3 separate regions of the Mus musculus genome follow, and regions 2 and 3 are each linked to region 1. The links are chromatin contacts, called in public Micro-C maps. All regions are on one chromosome and are shown on one strand. The core of a region is the stretch at or near the end of the contact, and the rest is flanking DNA. Distances in the headings are between cores, read along the strand shown.

What was found. A called contact is a pair of places that touch in the nucleus more often than the background predicts.
Region 2: a contact with region 1 is called in a Micro-C map of embryonic stem cells, with 13 times the contacts expected there. The contact joins the promoter of Slit2 here to the promoter of Msx1 in region 1. A contact is called at or near these places in 1 of 39 promoter capture datasets (embryonic stem cells) and 1 of 484 Hi-C or Micro-C datasets (embryonic stem cells).
Region 3: a Micro-C map of embryonic stem cells shows a contact between it and region 1, with 30 times the contacts expected there. The contact joins the promoter of 4932441J04Rik here to the promoter of Msx1 in region 1. A contact is called at or near these places in 3 of 484 Hi-C or Micro-C datasets (all in embryonic stem cells) and 1 of 115 datasets of contacts at active chromatin or transcription factors (embryonic stem cells).

The regions. Positions count from the first base shown.
Region 1 is chr5:37,823,106-37,826,320 of GRCm38.p6, forward strand. Msx1 (msh homeobox 1) reads right to left here and starts at 1,480. Exons shown (of 2, transcript NM_010835.2): 1 at 760-1,480. The coding sequence starts at 1,228. It overlaps Gm33993 (a long non-coding RNA gene), which reads left to right and starts at 2,650. Exons shown (of 6, transcript XR_868362.1): 1 at 2,650-2,781. RefSeq lists an enhancer at 2,564-3,215.
Region 2 is chr5:47,981,652-47,984,856 of GRCm38.p6, forward strand. Slit2 (slit guidance ligand 2) reads left to right here and starts at 1,504. Exons shown (of 36, transcript NM_178804.5): 1 at 1,504-3,205.
Region 3 is chr5:57,716,661-57,719,642 of GRCm38.p6, forward strand. 4932441J04Rik (RIKEN cDNA 4932441J04 gene) reads right to left here and starts at 1,259. Exons shown (of 5, transcript NR_015588.2): 1 at 1,186-1,259. Pcdh7 (protocadherin 7) reads left to right here and starts at 1,421. Exons shown (of 3, transcript NM_001122758.2): 1 at 1,421-2,982. The coding sequence starts at 2,445.

The DNA of each region.
Region 1 (3,215 bases), core at 230-2,729:
GGAAAGGAAGCCTAAGGGCCGCAAGGACCTAGGACTATCCTGGAACACGTCGCTGGCTGCTGGGTCCGCTTCAAAAGCCTGGTCCAACACATTCGGACACTATAGCAAAGTGGTTAATAGGGAGCTCTTTTGGTTGTCTTGTTGTCTCCACCACCACCACCATCCCCCCTAGTCCGCGATCGTCCCCTCTTGCTAAATCATCCACCCGCCCAAAACACCAAGTTTCTGCTTAAAATTAGATGCGCGGTGGGGCAGGAGTTTTGCAGAACTCCGGAACCCTTTGAGAGGTTCTTTAAATGGGGAGCGCGAGGTTACGGCTGTCTACCAGTAGAAAGTGAAACTCCGCAGAGCTAGGATGTACTGGCCGCTGCGCCCATCCAAGTTGAGGTGCAAAATAACTGAGTTTAGGGTCAGGTGGAGAAGCAGGGCACCCCTGGTGTCCTGACTACCGGAAGAATAAGAAGGTCCACAGACACCCGCGCGCTACAAGTGAAGTGACAGGCTCGGAGGCACTGAGCCAAGGCAAGGAGCGCGGACTAAGCTTTGCCTGCTTTAGGCCTCTAACTCTCTTCCTGGGTGGGAGTGGGAAGAGGCTCAAAGGCGGTCTTCCCGCCAACGCAACCTCTGCACGGCCTCCAGGTACCCAGTTGCAGGTACGCCGACGCCCGAGACAAGCCGGCGCCGGCGCGCGGCCTGGCGCCCTCGGGCCCCACACCCCCTCTTGGCCCCTTCGCTCTCCATCCAGGGCTGGCTACTTACTGGCTGGGGGCGGGGAGAAGCGGGGACTCTGCATCCACGGGGTCCGATCTAGTTTCTCGGGGCTTTCGGCCTTCACCAGAGCATCTTCTGGCAGCTTGAGGAGTCCTCCGACTGAGAAATGGCCGAGAGGCCGCGGCGAGGAGGGCGCATCCGGGGCGCCCAGAGACCCGGGCCGGGTGCCCAAGTGCTGCACCGAGCCACCCGCTGCCTGAGCCCCTTCGGAGGCCACCAGGACGCTCTCCTTGGCCCCGGGCTTCCTGTGATCGGCCATGAGGGCCTCCACGCTGAAGGGCAGGAGTGAAGCGGGCACTTTGGGCTTGGCCCCCTCCTCATCTGTGCCCATGGCGGTTGCGGTGGCCGCAGCAGCCCCGGGGGCTTGGCCAACGCCTCCCCCAGCAGGCTTGGCGAAGGCGGAGTCCTCCACTTTGACACCGAGTGGCAAAGAAGTCATAGCAGCAGCCGGGGCCATGCAGAGCCGGACCCCCCCTCCAGCCGCAGCTCGAGACAGCCCTGGATCATGGGTTTCGGGCAGGCTGGGAGCGCGACCGGCTTCTGCGAGCTCCTGACCGGCTTCTGCGAGCTCCTGGGTTCCTGGCCCGGCCGGCTCTCGCGCGCGAGCCTCCTGCGGCTTCCCCAGAAGGCCAACTCGAGCGAGCGGGGCCTGGATCCCTGCGCCGCTCAGGCCGAGTTCCCAGGCGCACTCGCCGGCTCCGGGTCCGCCGCCGCTCCCCTGAGAACTTGTTAATAAGGCAAGGCCAGCGTGGCAGCGGCCAATCAGAGCGCGAGGGGGCGGGTCCGGAGAGAACCATTGGGCTGTGCTCGTGCCCCGAGGCGCGCTCGGCCTGGGGGCGCTCGGGGAAGGGCCTGACCCGCACAGGCGGGACAGAGCCGGAGGTACCTGGGGAGCTTTTCCGCCTAGCTAAGTCAGGTGGGCATCGGTCCGGCTGGACCCCCACACTCCTGGATGTGGATTCTACCAAGTTCCAGAGGGACTTTTCTTTACTAGTCCTTCTCTTCTGCCAGTCGTCCTCCACCATCCTTTACCCACTTCTTCTGTTCCTCTCCATAGACTACTTTCTTTCCACAGTTTCTCTTATGGTCTGTGCTATTTCTTTCTGTCCCCTTTCCCTCTTCTGGCCCCCTTTCTCGACCACAATTCACTTACAATTTTTTTTTTCTTTTGGTGTTTGCTTTGAATGTTCATAGTTATTTGTCAGAGTAGCAAGGGATAATACTAATTTCTTTTTTTAAAAAAGCCGCCCTAAGTGTCTTATGTCTTCCAATCTTCAAAAATTTACCTCGGAGTAAAAATGGGCCTTTGTCTCCAGGGCTGGACAAAGTTAATCAAAGAAAGTACAGGTCCTGTTGGTTCTGTGGGTACGGGAACAAGTAACATGATCTGGGAAATGAGTTTGGTTCTCATGCAAACACGTACCCCCTCCCTATACGTACTTTTTCTCCAGAAAGTTACACCTCTACCAGAGAACTGCTACTAGCCAAAGAAGCCACTGGATGCCTTGGGTGAAGACCGAAATAAGACCAACAGAACCCACCAACAATCTGGCCTCAACATGACCTCAGACAATGAATCCTCAAAAACAATCACACTTCACTAACTGTGGGTCTGTCTGCTGGTGCAGAGTGGAGGCCCATTTGATGGGCCAGTAGGAAAAATAAGCAGTTCCTGGAGGTATATCTTTGGTGCAAGGCTTAAGAAGTTTTGTTTGCCCGATTTCGAAGGAAACGTGTTTTGTTTTGTTTTGTTTTGTTTTGTTTGACTGATACAAAAAGAAGGAAAGTTGGAGTGGGGACCACAGAAGACCTTGTAAACTGGGTTCGAACAGGCTGTTGGGGAGTTGGGGGGGGGGGGGCTTTTCTTTATATGGCCTCTTATCCCAGGGCCCAGGCTCGCGGCTCCGGGGGAGGTGGAGGAGGTGATTGGCGGCTCACCGGGACTGTGCATTGATGACTGCCGGGCTCTAATCTCCAGGAAACACAAGGGGCTGCCGTGGCCATTTAGGGGTAATTATCCGAGCACGGAGGGATAGCGAATTCCCTGGCCTTTTAACTGGGCGCAATAAAAAGCTGTAGATTAGGGGCGACCAGATTAAGGAAAATGAATTACTTTATTACCCAGACGGCGTCCGGGGTCTGGAGGGAGGGGTTGGGCTGCGGACGCCAGAGAGATCGGAGCCTCACATCTGCCCACAGGGCCTGGAGAAATAGGAAGGCCTGGGGCGGGTTCGGGAATACTCGCTTCTGTGAAATGTCTGGATTTCTTACGTTTCTGAGGCTGTGAGGAGGCACTGCGTAGGGCTTGGGACTCAAGCTCATTTAGGCCCAGCTGGACGCCCGCTGTACTGGGTCCCCTGAGGTTTGTTCCATGTGTATGGGAAGTAGAAGCCATACCGTCCCGTTTTAAAGCCCTGCAAACGAAAGTTAAGCGACAGTGTAGG
Region 2 (3,205 bases), core at 254-2,753, about 10 Mb after region 1:
ATGAATGTCAAATGTTCTGAAGTCTTTTTAAGAATGGTGCCATACAAATAAATGGCATTCAAATGAATAATACCAAGAGTTCCAATCTACTTTATGAGGGGACAGCCTGTCTTTGACAATATCTTCTGAAGGGCTTTTGGATCTCAGTGGCAGGCAAAATGACCTGAGAAAGATATCCTGAAAAAAAATTTTTTAAATAGGCAAAAATAAAGATGTTGGAGGGATTTCACGGTTCATATTTATGAAATAAAACACTGATCAGGAAACCTATTAAGTTACAGGTAGCTTGTTAAATGCCAAAAAATGCTAAAGAGAACTGGGCCGACTTCGCGGTCAAGGTTTGTCAGATATTTTATACGAATGATACTTTACTGTAAAACTGACTTTATGGTAGGGGCTGGCACAAAGTAGAACGTGACTACAGGCAAAGAAGATGAGGAAATTAAAAGCAAGGGAAGAAGCTGACTCATTTAGTTGTTATTTCAAACCTATAGCGGCGTTGGTGTCTGCTGAGAGATGCTGACTACTGCCAGACATCACACTGAAGAGACAAGAAGGAAGGAGGAAATTCATTTTCAAAACAGTGCAGGGGTGGGGATGGGGATGGGGGTAGGGGTGAGGTGGGGATGGGGGTGGGGTGTCCAGTTAGGCACTGAATTAAGGAAAGCCTTCTAGTATAATGGGCATCGCTAGGATTTACTTCCTCTTCCCTTTGCCAGCTAAGAGAGTAAAACCGTAGGGACCTATCCAAACCCTTGGAGTTGTGTGAGTTTGTATAGTGCCCACGCAACCAAATCCCTCACCATGGCGTTTTTTAAGTAAGTGATTATAAAGAAAGGGTTAACCGAAGACGGTGGCTTAGGGATGGGAAGGCCAGAGAGAAGGTTGAAAACACTACTCCCAACTTGCTACAACTCTAAACTTTGAAGCCACCCAAACAAAATGTGTGTGTGTGGGGGGGGGGGGGGGGATAAAATGCGCGCTCACGGAGGCAGATCTATTTCAGTAGAGTTTTCTTGTTTTGTTTTGTTTTTGTTTTAATTTTAAAATCATAATCTCGCTGTCTCTCTCTTTCTCTCTTTCAGTGTTGCAAGCCCAGAGCGGTCCCCTTTAGGATCGCGACTCAAAAAGCTACAACAGAGGCTCTGCCTTCTCCATTTATTTATGAGCTGTCCTCAAAGCTGCCCCTCTCCTCGTTCTCCCGCTGGGAACCTCGGTTTCTGGGCTCTGGTCAGCTCTGAGGCCAAGGAGTTGTGTGGAGGAGACCCGAGCTCTTCTTTCTGGTGGCCAAGTTTGCTGGATCCTAGGAGTCTGGGCGCGAGCAGGGGCGTACGGGAACGCGCGCCGCTGTCTGCAGCCGGAGCTGCCAGCCTGGGCCTCACCTCTCCCGGGCGAGGTGCAGGCTTTCCGCGCGCGGCCAGGGGGCGGGGCGAGGCTTGCGGGGGCGGAGCCAAGGGCGGGGGCTCCGGCTGCTATATAAAGACCGGCGGCCGCTTTAACTTCGGACTTGGGCTTATTTATTTACGGAGCGCCTGGACGGCGGAGGCTGGAGGAGGCGGCGGCTGTGGCTGCCGCAGACGGTGGTTTAAAAAAAGGAGGAGAAGGAGGCGGCGGCGGCGGCGAGGGATGGGAGCGCCCAGGCTTCAGGGCGCAGGCCGGAGCTGCCGAGCTTTCCTGAGGCTGCGGGAGTACTGAGGAGAAAAAGGGGACGTCCCGGGGGCCCACAGGCGACTCCAGAGGCGCGGACTGGGGTCTTTTTGTTTGGCTGCGCTCAGCGCCCAGCAGCCAGAGCGGACAACTCCAGTTACAACAACAACCCACCTTCCAGCAGCCAGGCGAGACTTAGGCTGCGGAGTCCGTCCTATTGTTTAGACACTTGCCTGGGGCTCTGGAGCGCCAGTCCCTGCTCAGTCTCCGCCTTCCCTCTCTCTCCACTTTCCTCCCGGGAACCGCGAGTGCCGAAAGCCTCCCTGAGAGGGGAAGGGGCTGGAAGCCAAGCGCTGCCTAGTCTGTGGTCGCCGAGTCAGGTGCAACGTCCGGGGCTAAGCGGCATCTCAACGTCTGCGGCTGGACTCCTCCCGTGACAGTGGGTGACCGGATCCAACGCCTGGGGAAACTTCCTGCACTTTGAGGCTGAGGACCCACTTGTAGGGGCTGCCCGAGGGGTGGCTGAGAGGCTGCATACAGCAGGACGTCGCTGTTGGCTGTTGTTTCTTCTACCTGTGCCGTCAGGTGTGTGCTGCGGAGCTGCGGCGTATCCCGGAGACCAGAGTGGCTGACAAGAGCGCGCACACTCTACTGCCATTCGGTTGTCGCCTGGGGTCTGCCAGGGTAGCAGATCCCCATCTTTCTGCCTTCTACCTAGTAGTCATCCATCAGGGCACAGTAGCAGCACTGGCATCGCGGACACCTAGTCTTTGCTTTGCTCTTCTGGGCTCGCCTATCTGCAAATCTTGCCCAAGCTAGAGGACCTTTCCTACTCAACTTGGCTTACTGGATTTTTCCCCACTGCAGGAGTGAGGACTAGTGGATATTCCTGCAAGGCTGCAGCAGTCCGACTGCCCTTTTGTCTCTCTGTGTGACCTCAGGGGCAGGCCCTGGTGCAGAGCGTCGCCAAGGACGCCGGGAGGGAGGCGGGATTGCCAAGATATCCTCCAGTGAAGTGCATGTGTGTGTGCAAGCCATCCTTGGCTGTCGGGAAGTGGAGAAGACGGTTGAGGCTGCTGCTGTGCCGCAGGAGTGGAGAGGCCCCGGGAGCTGAGCCCTGAGCCCCGCATCACCGCCCGGCACCCCCAAGGCTGTCTGAATACCCGGTGCGCCCCCACGCGCGCCATGACCAGTCTCTCCGAGGGCTCTGCTTTGGACCTGCCAGGCCCTTGCGCCTTCTAGCTTCGGGGGAATCCACTTTGATCAGGGCCACCATTACTGTTTAAGTTCCCTCCTCAGCCTTGTACTCTTTCCACTGGAATCGGATTTGCTAGAGGGTTCGTGGGATCAGAAGTCCTCCCTTGTCCTCAAGCAACCAGCCTCTGCATCTTCGCGGACACTGCAAGTAGGAGCTCTTTTACCGCCAAGTTGAAGTCGCGCACTGTCCTCACAGCTGCTCCGGGGTCTACTCCCAGCCTGAGTCGGGCCTATTGATATTCAGAACTTGAAGTTGCCCACGGATCTTCTGCTCTGCTAGAAAGGCTTGAAGAGCAGAGGA
Region 3 (2,982 bases), core at 9-2,508, about 20 Mb after region 1:
ACGCTACACTTTGCCGGTTACTAAAAGCTGCAGGCTCTGCTTAGAAAATAATACCCAGGCTTCTAGCATGTGTTTTATTCCCCAGGCGCGTGCACACACGGTCTATCCCCAGTGAGAGCCGGATGACAGGAATTCCAAGCATTTAAACAAAGGCAGGCATTCTCCCCTCCCCAACCCAGACCTCCAAAGTCTGGGCTCCAAAAAAGGATCCTCTCTGGCTCTCGTTGGAGTTTGATGCTCTCTCTTCACTACTGCAGCCCGTCACGGTTTGGCAGAACACAAGCTTGGCTTTCGGAACTCAGACATCGACCTCAGCCTACCAGTAGCAATTCACTAACCCAGATGCTAAATTGCGAAACGAAGACACGTTGCGGGTGGGAGTTGGGGCGGGAGGGGGGCATCGTCTGAGGGTAGACGTGGGAGGAAGGTATACTAACACCCTCACTTCAGCTCTTACCCACGCAGCCGGGTTTAGTCTACCAGCCCTAGAGGGGGAAAAAGAATCACCCCACCCCCACCCAAACTGCCTAAGGAGACTAGACTTTGGCTTATCGGGGCTGAGATTGGGCAGTTCTCAGTCGGCCCCACGAAGCGAAGCCTGGCTTCGGTGAGCGCCGCGGCTGGCTAGTCCTTCCTCCCGCCTCCCTTCCCTGGGCCCTCCTCCCTGGTTCTCTGCAACTGTGTAGTTTCGGATACCGCCGCCGCCGCTGCAGCGTCGGAGTCAAGTCTGACTCCGGAGCCCGCGGGCTTTCCGCAACAACCACCAGTTTATGCAAACTTGCGGGTTTCCGGCTAGTGGGTAGCGAGAGTAGGAGCTTCCCCGGAGCGATTCGGTGTCTCGGAACAGCCACAGCCAGAGAGGCGGCGGGAGCGCGCGCACCAGACTCTGCTAGACGCGAAAGCGGACGAGACAACTGCGGAATTCACCCGCCGCGCCAGGGCACTTCCGAGACAACAGCCGACTGGCACTTTTTCTCCCTTTGGCAAACTAGATTTTTTTTTTTTAAGCTACTTGGCAGCTCTGTTTGACTCCACCTCCCCCTCCACCCCCGCCCCAGTGGCTTTGGCTTTTCTTTGGAAATCCGGACAGAATTGGGCATCTTTGTTAATTGCCGTTAGGAGTGCCCGGTCGTGAGCTTTCACCGGGCCAGTGTCGCGCGGATGCACGGAGCCAGGCTTGCTCACCTTTGAACTGCAAAGGGATCAAGTTCAGCTCGAGTTCCCCGCATTGAGACTGGAAGAAGCTGAGAGACTGTGCTGGAGAGAGTGAGAGAGGGGGGGAAAGGGGAAAGGAGAGGAGGGAGGAGAGAGAAGAGGAGGGAGGAGAGAAAGAGAAGGAGGGAGGGAGGGGAGGGATCGAGAGAGAGCGGGGAGAGAGAGAGAGGCTGCAATCTCCTCCCTGAATCGCGCACAGCGCTGCAGATCCCACTGCTCCAACACGCGGGCCGAATGCAGGTGAGGGAAGGCACGGACTCTGCGGCTGAGAATCCAAACTTGGGCACCGCGCGGTGCGCACGGTTCGGCTCTCGCCCCCGCGGGCGAATGGTTGCTGCGGTTTCAGGCGGCGGCTTCGTGACTAATGACCTTGCGCAGAGTTGTTAAGAAAAAAAGAGAAACCGGAGCTCTTCGGGGTGAGAAGCGACCGACTCTGGGCGTCTCTGAAGATGGCTCGGGCTGCTCTTTGGCGCGCCGGGAGCACCCGGTCGCGGACCGAGCTGTGACGCGAGGCGTCTTTTCGCTGCACCTTGCCCGAAGCGACCTGCCGTGGAATTTTTCATTCAAGATATGTTGAGTGGCTTCCCGGCTGCTTAAGAGGAGTCAGAGTTAAGACTGGCTTGTTGCTCGCCCCAGAGCCTGAAGCAGGAAGCGGTTCAGGTTTGTCTGGACCTCGGGAGCCTAAACAGAGCCTGGGTCTAGAGTGAGTAGCTGGAACGTGAATTGGACTTAACTCGAGTAGCAGTAAGGACTAACGCTGCTGTCAGGCGGGGAAGGCTGCAGGTTTGTTCTAGTCCGCTACCAGGCTCCGCCGCCCTCTTGCAGAAGCGGTTCCGGCCCCTTCCCAGGGCTTGGAGACTGGATCTCAGTATCTTCCCACTGCGGGGATGACTTTGTGGGGGCACCGAGCCCGTGGCGCGCAGTGTCCCGTGAACTGTGAGTACTGCGAGTAAACGGTGGCCGGCGAGCGGGCGATTAGCACCCATTGCATGAATTATGAAACAATAACTTTCGGAAGAAGCAGGAGGAGAAAAAAAGAAGCATCTCTAGCTGCCCCCCTCCCATCGGCCGACTCTACGCGCTACTCTGGCCCCCTCCCTCCCCTCCCTCTCGTTTCTTCCTTTCCCGGAGAGGAGGACCGAGGGGAGGGCAGGCGGCCAGCCCCGGAGGAGGGGGGTGCCGAGGGGGGTTGTGGTTAGAAGGAGCAGTAGCAGCAGCAGCAAGAGAAGATGCTGAGGATGCGGACCACGGGATGGGCGCGCGGCTGGTGCTTGGGCTGTTGTCTCCTTCTGCCGCTCTGCTTCAGCCTGGCCGCCGCCAAGCAGCTGCTCCGGTACCGGCTGGCCGAGGAGGGCCCCGCCGACGTGCGGATCGGCAATGTGGCCTCGGACCTGGGCATCGTGACCGGCTCCGGCGAGGTGACTTTCAGCCTTGAGTCTGGTTCTGAGTATCTGAAGATTGACAACCTCACCGGCGAGCTGAGCACCAGTGAGCGGCGCATCGACCGAGAAAAGCTGCCCCAATGTCAGATGATCTTCGACGAGAACGAATGTTTCCTGGACTTCGAGGTGTCGGTGATAGGGCCCTCACAGAGCTGGGTGGACCTGTTTGAGGGTCGGGTCATCGTGCTGGACATCAACGATAACACGCCCACCTTCCCGTCGCCGGTGCTCACGCTCACGGTGGAGGAGAACCGGCCTGTAGGCACGCTCTACCTGCTGCCCACGGCCACCGATCGTGACTTTGGTCGCAATGGCATCGAACGCT